2 separate regions of the Bombyx mori genome follow, and region 1 is linked to region 2. The links are chromatin contacts, called in public Hi-C maps. All regions are on one chromosome and are shown on one strand. The core of a region is the stretch at or near the end of the contact, and the rest is flanking DNA. Distances in the headings are between cores, read along the strand shown.

The links. Hi-C and Micro-C count contacts between places; a contact is called where the count stands out from the background.
Region 1: a Hi-C map of whole pupa shows a contact between it and region 2, with 9 times the contacts expected there. The contact joins the enhancer-like site here to the promoter of LOC101741784 in region 2. A contact is called at or near these places in 3 of 7 Hi-C or Micro-C datasets (posterior silk gland and whole pupa).

The regions. Positions count from the first base shown.
Region 1 is chr3:10,300,030-10,307,324 of ASM3026992v2, reverse strand. All of the region lies in intron 1 of LOC100302603 (enhancer of split mbeta-2), which reads right to left. Among protein-coding and RNA genes, the nearest start is that of LOC119630406, 13 kb to the right of the region's middle. Within about 2 kb of position 5,949, at least 8 of the 8 cell types and tissues checked have open chromatin away from gene starts, as enhancers often do.
Region 2 is chr3:10,261,599-10,268,398 of ASM3026992v2, reverse strand. LOC101741784 reads left to right here and starts at 3,437. Exons shown (of 3, transcript XM_004931668.5): 1 at 3,437-3,698; 2 at 4,584-4,770; 3 at 5,513-6,225. The coding sequence starts at 3,622. The coding sequence ends at 5,872. All of the region lies in intron 1 of LOC100302603 (enhancer of split mbeta-2), which reads right to left. All of the region lies in intron 1 of LOC134201507 (a long non-coding RNA gene), which reads left to right. LOC134201509 (a long non-coding RNA gene) reads right to left here and starts at 1,774. Exons shown (of 2, transcript XR_009976848.1): 1 at 1,618-1,774.

The DNA of each region.
Region 1 (7,295 bases), core at 4,700-7,199, 36 kb before region 2:
CCTAAGAAGACGACGTGCAAGCTGCTCTGCACGCGTTTTACGCAAGAGCATCCGGGTGATGGAAGGCCGGCTATCCTCGACCCACGCTGGTTCTGACCCAGCGGGGTATTCCGTAGGATAGACCATTCTAACCGGCGCCATCTAGGCGGGCTCCGGATAGCCTGCCGACCGAGAGGGCTGGTGGTCGTGGCGCCGACGACCGCCGGTCCGGCGTCCCGAGGGGGAGGGTGATGGGAGAGATGTGCTCCGCACTAAACGCTTCACTTTCCCCCCTTTGCCTTTTCATGGGTTCTGTCTCATGCGAGGTTCGGACGCGGGTTGTTGAGCGACAGGAGGTTTTAGTCAGTTCGACTCCGACATGCCCCGCCTTCCATCCCCAGGGGAGGGCGGAAGTCCGGCGATTTCCTCCTGACAAATACAGTTCAGTTTAAAATTGAATATACAAATCGTTAGGCTTCATAAAGAAGTTTTATAGTTCATTATCAGAGTATCTTGGAGGTATTTTACTTGAAAAGACCTTTACGTCGAGCTAAAAAAGAACATTAAAAAGAACACAAAACGTATTTAAGCTTAGAAACGATCACAACGCCAGTAATTTAACGAACATTTATGTGACACAGAGTTCGAAGAACAACCTAACCTAAACATTAGCCCGCTGAGTTTCTCGCCGGATCTTCTCAGCGGGTCGCGATTCCGATCCGGTAATAGATTTATTCGCGAAGCAATTACTATTGAGTCGTTAGGTCTCCTTTTGACGCGCTCGGGTAGGTGTTGGTAAATCTCACCACTCCTGGCTGAGCCCTTGCTCGCCCACCTGTCCTGCTGAAACTGGAAAGGCCTCCGGGCCACCAGTAATCTCTCAAACATGAAAAAACCTCATATCTCAAGGTGGGCGACTCAACTATCACGTTGTAGCTACTCAGCGCCAGATGGATCATGAGCTCATCCTTAGCTATATATTTGCAGTAACGAAGCTTATGGCCGAAGCCTATGGCCGAGGCCTATGGTCTAAGCCTAAATTGCTAAGCAACGGCTGCGGATTACATCAGATGGGCCTTCCGTCACTGTTCCTAATAGCAAAAAGACATATTTATATGACTAATTAAAGCTGAAATATATTTATGGTGTTGGTAATAGTATGTTTTATTGCTCAAACATGTATGGTTGCAGCAGCCGTAATTACGGAAACAATGTTATAAAATTTTGCATGGCCCGGTCACAAGAGCTCGGTACTGTTATAAGTAAAGTTGAAGCGTTGAAAATGAAATGTCTGGGATGGATTACGTAGTCTAAAAGAATCTCAGTTGTTCAAGTCTAAAATTTTAAATCGATCAGCTGAAGTTTATAATAGATTAGTAATTAAAAAATTTTTTATAAATTAGTTAGAATTTCAAGGACCAAGAACTTTTAATTTGAAATCAAAAAGTGATTTACTTCAGGTACTAGACTCACAAATATTTTTACGATAGATTCATTTATTAATGCATTACGATATAATTGATGTTTAAGTAAATAAGAAACAGAAAAAAAAAACAGGTTACAAATTAAGAATTTTTAAATTTCATTTTTCGATTATGGTTAAGAGCTGATTGTAACTAAGAGAGTAATATTTCTGTTGTTAATTTTAACTAGACATTATTACCAACCAATAAAACGAAAGAAGGCGGATAGTTTACAGAACTAGTTCGCGGCGCCCGTGCAACTAATTGGCGGTCATTCTACCCTGGCTGGACGGTCAGCAGCACAATACTGATGTGTAAATAAATAAACTTTCTAATACAACATGATATACATTTGATTATATGTATAGCTTTATTTGTACCTATATATAGTACTCGCTGAAAAACAAAAACACTAAAAACATTTAAATTATTGAACTCCATTGCATACATAAGGAATATATTATATTATATTTAAAATAAAAAATATTGACATTTGCCAACTGTAGTTTTTCTGTTAAAGAGGTCACTGACCTCGTCGAAATCTACAGCGCGCGTAAAAACATGAATATTTGATTCGTGAACTACTGAGTATATTAGAAGGATTTTTGTATGCGACCTTGAGATGTGACATAATACGTGTAAGTTGTTCCATTTCAGGTGATAACATCGTCGCCAGCTTGTTTAGGCAGTATTTTTTGTCATCTCGGCAAAATTTCTTGGCAAATATGTGTATAGGTGCGTTTACATTTTATCTCCATTGTAAGTTTAAGCAAGTCTTTTTTCTCTCGCAAATCAGCTACGAGTTAGCGATCTACATCAAAAGATGATCGCCAACTTACTTACTTACAACTTATAAGGTACTTAAGACATAAGGTCAAAATTATAATTATATTAAATATCAGCTGCTTACTCTTTAACTAAAGTACATTTTTCAAGCAAACCTTATTCTGATATTTATGAACCCAACGAATAATAATTCAACCGTTCCCAGGTAATAATGATCTGTTAGAAATGTGGAAATTGATGTTGACTTAAAAATATTTCGTCTGAACTACACACATCAACCAATACTCTCCAGTGGACCGAATGGTAAGCAGTCGATGTCGCTCTAAGCACGTCATTACGGATCCTCCCGATCCATTAACAATGCTTTTAGGTACCTCAAGCACCGGTCACCGTCTCGGGGTCGACGAGTAAATTAACCCATAGACACAGGCCCACTGAGTTTCTCGCCGGATCTTCTCAGTGGGTCGTGTTTCTGCATTCTCAAGCACTGCTCTTGCTAGGGCCAGTGTTAGCAACACTCCCGGTTTGAGCCCCGTGAGCTCACCTACTAATTCACAATACTCAACTCAATTTTAAATACTCAATAATTAAATATACACGAAAATCGATTAAGAATAATTTTTAATCTTTCTTCTGTCTGTACCTATATAGTTAGTTATTCTGAAGATATCTGTCAAAATTCGCTCCGGCCGGAAGCGACTCCGTGGGAACCGACGGCGAACGATTTTCTCCATAAATTCACAAACTATAAAATAAAACTCTTTCTTTACGATATAGACTTTTTTGTTTCGCGAATCGTGAAAAATTTCGAAATTTGTGTACTTTTATTATGAAGCGTGACATCATTGTTAATGATGCTTACTGTCTACTGCTCAAAATAATATTCTCAACATAGGAGACATATCTAGCAGTTTCTTAGTACTGTATTCTTAAATTAAATTACATATTAACTAGTGAGGTACACTGTAGTATTTTATCAATCAACGTCTAATCTATTTTTAATATTTTTAAACGTTAACATGATTAATAACACTTTCCTTATCATTTACCGTGCGTAATTCAAACTAACGTTATAAATGAGATAATAAGTTTATTTGTTACGCTATCTCACGTCTCAACTAGTCAACAAAATTTTACAGACTTTGTCATGGGTACAAAAAAGGACTAGGTATATACCTATATTAACGCGAGTAAAGCCGCGAGTGGAGGCTAAATAAATCACAAAGATAAAAAAACAGTCCGCGCTTTAACACTAATACCATTTTATCTTCATTATTCATTGGAGATAATAATAAAAAAATTGCTTAGATGGGTGGACGAGTTCACAGCCCACAGAGATATAAGTACTAAGATCTCAGTATAGCTACAACGGCATACCTACCCTTCAAACCGAAACGCATTACTTCTTCACGGCAGAAATAGGCAGGGCGGTGGTAATGAAAATGAAAATCATAAAAAATAATAATAAAAAAGACAGATTTGATTGATTTAATCGATTGATTCGTATTTAGATTCCATTGGAGATGCAACCTCGCATGAAAAATTTCAATCTGTCGCTCAGTTCAACTACCTAAGTCCAAGAGACAACCGCCATGATATTTGTTGCTAAAGTGATGTTTCAATTTACATTTAAACTATAATATGTAATATATATAAAAAAGAAAGGCTGAGACCTAGCTTGTAGGTTGAGAGTGGCTTATCAACACACAATAAAACCTTTGACCTGAACTTCTTTTTTTTTAAATTGGTCTCTCCGTTTAAATTGTGTTCGCGTGATATTCCTTTCTCGTGAAACCTTTGAGTCATCAAAAAATGTTCGGTAGATTTCTAACAAATGCACATTGCAGTTTTAATCTTCTTAAATACACCTAATTAGAGGTTTTAAAAATCATTAAAAGTTTTGATGAACTTTAAATATACTATAATGGCGAATCAAGGTCCAAGAGCCATAGGCAGTACTGCGATTGGATTTTAATAATACATATGTGTACGTAATTTAAAAAACTAAAAAAAATATGTTAAAATAACAAATCGAACCAAAAATTAATTCCGCCTTTTTTGTTAGAAGACAGGAAGGACATTAGAGCCAATTTATCAAATTTATTTTACCGTCATCGGTCCCTAAGCGTGTGCAAATGTTCAACTTCATTGGACGTCTTGAAATCAGTGAAAATGATGTTCAAAGTTAAATACAAACATACATACATAAATATGTGTTAACATCTAATTATATTTTAAGCTTTCAATAGAACTTTTAATTACATCACAATAAAATGTTTGTATAACCTTCAATGTCATTCATTATACATAGCAAAATTTTCCATTGTGTTTTAAATTTCGATCAAACTGGATTGGATTGGATCAATAGATGTGACGTTATATTTGTAGGTAAGATAAGTTAATTAGACACCATATACAATTACCGTATTATTGCCAAACAAACACTGATCATTTGTAAATTTGAAGACTTAATCGGCCTCTGAGATTGATTTAAAAATATTTTTTTGGGACGTTCAAACTAAATACAACACTATGAATACTGTTCTAATTTAATTTTACTACGTGAAACAATATTAAAATGGGCGGCGCTACGCTGATTATAGTGTTTGAGTTATTCGGACGCTTCTCTGGTAGATCATTACACCGTAAGGAAATTACTAGCTGGTATTAAGTTAGCAAATTAAAACTGAAAACGTGTGTTTAATGATATCAGTATTTCAGACGAAGTCAGTAATGATAATGGAGGTGACCTCGAAAACTGAAGCAAATACTGAATTCCCATTTGGTGAACTCTTCAATGTTACATAACTGTACCGAATTTATCGGATTACCCTTTTTCCCTACCTATGCTGGTAGCCTCAGAGGGCTATGTCTGCGCTACGGAGCGAGTAGGTGAGCTCACAGGGCTCTAAGCTGAGGACGTTGCTAGCAAGAGCAGTGTTTCGCAGAATCTACCACCGGATCGGAAACGCGACCCACTGAGAAAATCCGGCGAGAAACTCAGTGGACTAGGATTACCCTGCAAATGCTTCCCTTGTATTAAATGATTTATTATAAGTTATTTAGAAAATGAAATTGAATTCAAACCATTTTTAGTCTTAGAATAGTCTCTTAGGCTACCAGCTAATAAGTAGGGTAAAATAGCAGGTAAGCTTGACCTTGACAAGCAAGACCTTGTGGACCCGTGCGATAATAGTAGAAAAAAACAGCTTCCTTTCCAAAAGTAAAACCTTTTCTCTTTATTTTCTTTTACAACAAGACTATCAAATGAATTATATTTACTTTTTGGTTCTCTTTTTGTTGAGCAAAAAAGTCGTGCTTTTGTTTTTTATGTGTATATTTATTAAAAAAAAATATGTTTCTGTAGAGTCAGAAGTAGTAGTAAGAATTTAAACACTATTGAAGTAGGTACTTCGTAACTTTACATAGCTTCGTAATATAAAGTCGTTTTTTCTTCATAATATTATCAATGTATCGCAAAACCTCTATAACATTAAACGTATCATATAATGTCAAACATTCATGTTCCTTTAAAACAATGCTGTCGTCGTACACACACATACCTAACAGATTCCCATCAAGTTGTACTGCTACAAGTCTCGCTCTATTAAGAAGTGAATTTAATACGATTTCACAGCTAGCCGGCCAATTTGAAGAGTTGCTTTTTAAGGCAGTGCCGGTCTACGTGACGACTGTCGTATGTTGGCGGTGTAATACAGTAGGAGGGGAACGCGTATGCAAATGGCTGAGGCCACGGTGCCACGACGCGGGCCGATTGCGAGCGTGGGAAAACTATCGCCTGTGGCGAGCTCTCGTCAGGGCCTCATTTAGATCACACTTTAATATTATCTTCAAGTTTGGCGATATCCACTTCGATAAAATGGCACGACACAAGAACCATCGTGGCCGTCGGTAACTACATTCCCGATCCTGCGGACAGAATGGAAAACAGTCGAAGTCGCCCCAAACACGTCATTTTGGATCCTCCCGATCCACTAACGGTGCTTTTAGGTACCTTAAGCACCGGTCATCGTTCTCGTCGAACCCGTCGCTTGCGACGAAGGGCTCGACGAGTAAATTAACTCTCAGACACAGCCCACTGAGTTTCTCGCCAGATCTTCTCAGTGGGTCGCGTTTCCGATCCGGTGGTAGACTCTGCGAAGCACGGCTCTTGCTAGGGTTCGTCTTAATCGTTTTGTAGTGCTGAGTATCAGCGCCCAGCGCACAAAACACTTATACTGTTTTAATTGAAACCTTCAACCACAATTATTTTGTTAGAATAAAAAGGATTGGAATAAAAAGGAATAAGGATATTCCCTATGGATGATACGAATTAATCTACAGTTATCATACAATCTTTTTTATTTTGTTTTCTTTTTTTCTTTGAGTAATACGCGTCGTAAACCGCTATTTACCCGCTGTGGTACTACGGTAGAAATAGATATCACGCTGGTATGATTAGTGTTAAGGCGATGACAGCCATCCTCGCTATGCGTTCTATTTGGTTATTTGTTTTATTTTTAACCGACTTCAAAAAAGGAGGAGGTTCTCAATTCGACTGTATGTTTTTTTTTTATGTTTCTTACCTCATAACTTTTGACTGGGTGAATCGATTTTGATGATTATTTTTTTATTAGAAAGCTGACGCTCCCCGTGTGGTCCCATTTCAATTTAGTCCAGTTCTGATTCCAGGCACGCCAACCGATTTCGATGATTATTGTTTTTAGTGTATATTAATTTGTTTTGGAATATTTTTTTTCTATATCAAGTCGGTTTTTGTTAAAGCAAGTCTATTTACAATTTTATAATACATAGTTAGCACACTGAGTTCGTCTCTGTCCGCTCGTGCAGAGACCGCGAGCGCGTGACGGCGGCCGCGGCGCGCGCCTCAATCACGACCGGCTCTGACGTGCGATTTGACGCAACACCGGCCGCGTCCTCCTCACAATAACACACGTCCACACTTGTCACTGTGAATTAATCTATATATTAATATGTGAAGCAAAAACTTTGTATCCCTTTTTACGAGAATTGCGCGGACGGAGGAGTGTGAAATTTCCCACACTT
Region 2 (6,800 bases), core at 2,188-4,687:
GGCCCGGAAAACGCAGGACGCGCCGTCGAAATAAAATTTGAATTTCATTTTCGTGTTACCTACTCTGGTAGGTGTTTAAAATAAATTCGCACCAGTTCGTTATTGGAGCTCCAGGAGCGGACGTGCGAAACAGGACACGTAGGTATTTACTAACGTCACGTCGATCGGTTAACATAAAACAAAGTGTCAGATTCGCTGGCGGGAATCACTGGCGCGGCGGCTTTGTTCTCTGATAACTAGTACTGTAGATTATGAGAATTTTGTCTTCATAATAATTATAGATCGTATAGTTACTACTCGGAGCCTTTATGTTTATTTTTAATACGCTTTTATTTGCGTGATCTGTCTACGTATGTAATATAAATTATCATTAACTTAAAGATATTTGTTTAACTCTAAAATTGACGTATCAAATAAGAACTAATGACAATGCAATAGTTTTGGATCTTTGGGGTGATCACCATGACTATGATTGCGCGGGGAAAAATGGTTTAGTTTTCTATTTATATTTAAGCGTATTCTTTTTTAATTTTTTGTATCACAGTAGAATGTTGTTGGCGAGTATAGGTAGCTACCACAGGCCATGTTCTTTTGAATGATATGTGGCTATCGGAGACATAACGAGGAGAATTTCGTCACCTACTTCAGGCAACGGGTGAAGTATCGTAGGGCGATTTTAACGTCTGAACATCTATAATAGGAGACGGACCTCCAGTCTCCGGGTGGGTGGCGGTATTGACGTCATGAAGTCCATAGACTCCGATAAGTCGTCGTGGCCTAAAAGATAAGACATCCGGTGCATTCTAATGCAGCGATGCAACGGTGTTCGAATCCCACAGACCAGTACCAATTTATCTAATGAAATACGTACTTAACAAATGTTCACGATTGACTTCCACGGTGAAGGAATAACATCGTGTAAAAATCAAACCCGCAAAATTATAATTTCCGTAATTACTAGTCGTAGGACCTCTTGTGAGTCCGCACGGGTAGATACCACCACCCTGCCTATTTCTTCCGTGAAGCAGTAATGCGTTTCTGTTTGAAGGGTGGGGCAGCCGTTGTACCTATACTTGAGACCTTAGAACTTATATCTCAAGGTGGGTGGCGCATCTACGTTGTGGATGTCTGTGGGCTCCAGTAACCTCTTAACACCAGGTGGGCTGTGAGCTCGTCCACCCAACTAAGCAATAAAAAAACTAGCTCTAGCAACAGCAGTACTTCGCAAAATTTACCACCGGATCGGAATCGCGACCTACTAACAAGATCCGGTATGAATTTCAGTTCACTAGAAACTCAGTGGGCTCCCTCAAACCACTAACGACTCGTGCGTTCGTCTGTAGTGTTCACTCCGCACTTGTCATTAATGTGAGCCTGAAAACCTCACTGATTTATACTATTTTTCATTGCTGTAGTACGTTGATTGAGCTCACGGTAAAACCGTTGATAAACTTTTATTGGACGTTATAACACAAGTGCCTTCTCCGAGTGCCTGTTTGACATTTATGTACAAACTCTTTCACAACACGGCTCAATCAGCAAATAATGCTAACGATCTATCAAACCTTTAGAAATGGAACTATTTAAAACTAAATTAATTAATTTATAAAAACTTACCGACAAGTTTTCTTGTTATATACATAAAAAGAGTGACAATTGCAAAATGCGTCGCATAAAACTCCTATGTCCAAAGTATGTGATAACGTCAGCAGTATGCAACACGTGTAGCGCGTTCATGTAACCTACTTCTGTTTATAGAGAACACGTGCCAAAATAAACATTAATGCAAAAGTAAAAATCTAATTTGTGTGGTCATTATCACGGTTATGTAAGCAAGGGTATGCTGCGGATTTGCTCGGCTTAACTTGGGAATTAACTGTTCTAAATTTAAAGAAAGTTTTTTTTGTATTTAAAACTAAATGTAATGAATACGGAAAAAACTTGTACTCGGCTTAAAGGTAACGTTGCCGGGCCATACAATCTTTAAAAAAAAACGTGTATTACTAATAATTAAAGGTCGCCGCTTAACGACAGGTAGGCCGTGAGCATCTTTAGATATTTACAGAAAATCAGACATAGCTTTGGCTGTGAATAATTTTAGACAGTTTTTTCGCAATCTCACGTATTTTTAATTTCCAGTAAATTTAAACGTATAAGTTTATTTAAGTAGGTACGTAACGTGAAAATTATTTATAATTAAATAAATACAACAACAAATAGTATTGAGTTATACGATCCCAACATACCCAGCCCTCATTATAAACAGATAGACAAATTAAATAATTAAGCAAATCACCCGTACAAAAGGGGCAGGGAATATGGTAACTAACACCAGTGGTCTTTATTTTCCAAGACAATAACTTTATTTTTATATTCCTATTCTATTCAAGTAATGAATAGGAAGAACAGTTAAGCAATACCATTTTTTATTTGTCAATAATAAACCAAAAAAGATTGTGTTGCAATTTTTATGTGTCAGTGCATATTGTCGAATTCCGTACATTAGATAATATAATATTACATTAATATAATGTTACTAGACTATGGCGCTTCTAAATGTTTTATTGCATTGTTTCACTTTCTCATTCTACCCTACCATCAGTATTGAGTACTGATATTAAAATGTAGATGTTGGTTATGGTTTAAACACGATGTGATTATTTTACTTATTTATTTATACTTTATTTCAGTTTATTTTAAAAACCATTTAATAACATTTTGTTAGTAATGAATGAATAAAATAGGGTGGGTTTTTTATCGCGCGATAAATGAATGTTAGTATTCTTATGTGATCAAATTATATACATGTATAAATGAAAAAAAAATTAAATGTGAAATTGATGTGAAATGAATGTGAAATTACATTCCTACCTTTTCCGGATAATGCTTATATTATTTATTTCATAGAATATCATTATTAAAACGTTGAAAAAATTCTCAGTATTAAAATGATGAATAAATAGTCTAAGTTATTTTACAGGAATTGTTGATCTGATTATATGAGGTAGGTACCACCTACCTGTAGTAGATTCAATAAATAAATATAACTTTTAACAGTGATTTGTTTTAAACAGTGAAACCTTGAAGCTATTTTTAGTAGGTACGCTTTATCTAATAAATTTCCCACTTTTAAAAAGAAATAACTAATTTGAAAAGTTTTAGCTAAATTAAACCCAAAACTTTTTTAGAAATATTGAATTACTTGTACGTTTTTTTTTTATTAATATTTAGCAACGGATAATAGTTTATAATTTTTTGACAACATCATATCGTTTTAAAATTATTTGTTTCGAAATGACCAAAATCAAAAGTAAAGTAATTGAAAAAACGAAAATAGCCCCTAATTGTGTTTAAAGTGCTATAAAAATAATAAAAAATAATATGCATCTCGGATGCTAATTTATTTTATCATTAAAATCACTAGTACGCACCTAATTACTCTATGACAGGTACGTTGTAGTATAATAAAACGTTCAAAGAGAGGCCCCCCTCCCCCTGACCTCGCGCTTGTGCGCCTCGCAGTGATGTCAACGGACCGCTACCGATTTTAGTAAGACTTGAACTGCAGGGGAGACTACACGCGTCTATTTTACAGACTTTAAATCCAATTATACTTTTAAAATGCCGTCTTGTGTTATGAGATACTGTAGGAGCCATTCAAGAAAATCGAATAGAGGTAGTGGAGTATCATTTCATCGGTAAGTTAATGAAATATTTACTAAAACAAATAACAATACAAACGTTATGAAAACAGAGCGCGGCGCGGCGGCGACTGGCCGTCCTCGCTTGCTCACAAACCATAGACTAACCATATACGTAATAATTCAGATGTGTCAAACGGAATTCACTTTATTTTAATTCAATGTTTTTAATTCGTATAATTAGTATTTCAGGGAAGTTCATTTCGATTAATGACTGTATTATAGGCAACGTTACAACTGTACATTATTAAAAAAATAATTGAAACATTACTACTACTCACGTGCTATTTATCAACTAGTCATATACGGTTTATCTATTGTACGTGTCGTTTACCTGTTTCAAGTTGAATGAGAACAAACTGAGTTGTGGACAAGAAATATATAAAATTATTTTTCCCATACGCCTTAAGTTTTTTTTTAAACATGCTAATCTAACAGGAGCGAGATATTCGATGGTATTGAAATGAATGAATGGTTTTTAAATACATTTCATCTTTGTTTGGTTATGCTTTGTTATGTTCCAAATTAACTTATTGAATATTCTAATCCATGGATTGCAATGTTTTTCCTGTAATAGTTCATATGAATTAGCGTATTAGGTAAAGTATCTACTTATTATCGACACAAAATTCATAACTTTAGAACAACATAGTATAATTGAAACAGTAATCTGGGATGTCTATGACACAGTTTTTAATCGTGATAAACAGTTATATTAATTATTATGAATGAATACATTTACATCAGTAAATTAGTAGTAGGAACATTAAATTATTTACTTTACAAATAAATCAATTATTATTTTTATTTATTATGCGCAATTTTATAATAATATATTTATTGAAATTCGTTTGGTACATAAACTTTTGTTACATTTTGAAGGTTCCTCAAACCGGATCAGAAGAATAGAGATTTATGGATACAATTCGTTCGAAATGACAGAAGAGAAGAGACGTGGTATCCATCGGATCATTCCTGCGTTTGCTCGTTACATTTCAAAGAAGAAGACAAATACGTATCGGATAATGGAAGGATATTTTTAAAACCCAACGCTGTACCAAGCTTAAACGTAAGAAAACATTCGTCATATTTTAATTTAATTTAATTTAAAATGACTTGTAGTGTGCCTTAGGAATTACCTTATTTTTATTGCTTATATGGGTGGACGAGCTCACAGCCCACCTGGTGTTAAGTGGTTACTGGAGCCCATAGACATTCAAAACGTAAATGCGCCACCCACCTTGAGATATAAGTTCTAAGGTCTCAAGTATAGTTACAACGGCTGCCCCACCCTTCAAACCGAAACGCATTACTGCTTCACGGCAGAAATAGGCAGGGTGGTGGTATCTACCCGTGCGGACTCACAAGAGGTCCTACCACCAGTAAAAATACTTTATACTTTATCACGTCATATTGCTCCATTATAGTCCTTCTATACTTCACTAAGTTAGTTAGAAGCCACGGCTTATCTGATGCTGACTAGTGATTACCCAAGCCCAGGCCTAATAGCGGGGATGTCACTCCGCAACATGAGACATAAGATTTAATTTCCGAATATTGGTATACCATGCTTCAAATCGGACCCGTGAGTGCTTTGCTGCATGAACAGTTAGTGGGTACTCATCATGTAGGTCAATAACATGCCTTACCACCTAAGGTAGAAACAAGGAGATTTCGAAGTACATCATTAGATAGGAAATTAATTGAGTACTAGGGAAGTAGTAGTAGTAGAAGCTCGGCTAGCTATCACTAGTTTAGTTCTGATTAGTTATGAGACAGTCCACAAATAAATAATTCCAAAAAAATTCCAGTCCAATCCAGTGAAGCCAGAATTTGTCAATCGCGATCCTGTTACAATACCAAATGCAGATCCAAACGTTATACACGTTCCTGAATCAATAACGGATCCATTAGCCGAGTCCTTGGAGCCATTAGTCGAACCAGAAGTTAGTAATGCAGTCACCTCCGCGGAATTCTACTTGAGAAAACGTTTGTTCACCGAAATGAAAGCAAAGAAACATCTCTCGAACAGCCTGAAGCAAGTTCGACGCCAAAACAGATACTTGACCGAAAAATGTAAAACATACCAGCAGATGATAGAGACTTTGAAACAAGAGATCGAAATGAAATACGCTAATATGACGGTCAAACCAGAACCCGCCGACGACTAACGCAGACGTATGACGAAAAATCGATACGTTTTCAATTCGATGTCTCAATTCGATAAGAGGAAAACAAAGAACGTAGGTAATCGAAAGCAGCGCGTATCGAATGGGTACTATTTACGTAATAAATCGCATCATTTGTCGCCGCACTAATGTTGGCTGTTTATTGAACAAATTGCCCGGGGCCAGATCAGCGCTGACGTTTAAATCATTCTTAATGGAGCACGTTTCCAAAAGCAACGCGTAGAGATCTGTACCACAGACTTGAGAATATCGAGTAATTCTCAGAAATAAAAAAATTGACATTTTTATAAGGATGCACTATTAAAAACTCAAATAAATTTGATCTAATTTTGGAAGTATTGTTTTATTATAATAAGTTAAATATCTGCTCTATATTAAATGCTAAAAAATATAGCAGTGTGGATGTCGCCATCATAGAATACGAGATATTTGGCAGATGCCTGAACCTCTCTCACGATATCTTCGAGATAAGCTTGCACAAATTACATGTCTACGGAGCAATTTCGCCAGCCCGGTGGAAGACCTTCCATTTGTTGAAATAAAAAATATAAGTAAGTAGGATGTTCTATGATAGACATCCGCTACAAGAGTACGACTGTCTTAAATAATCCTATTATATTATTGTTGTTCCGCTTTTACCATTATGTTATTCAATTCTAAATTCTAACCTAAGGTGGCTCACGATTTTGAGGAAGAAAATTGTTATTAAGAGCACAAAGCCGTTAAATTATAATTACAGTGTGACACTTTCAGGCAAAGAGATGTGGACAACACTATCGTACCTACGTTTTAGTTAGGTTAGTTCTGAATTTATAATAGCTATGTATAAGCACAATATCTCAATTCTTTACGATAACATGCGCTTACAAACGTCATATAACGGGTGTAAATATAAAAGATAACTATCGTA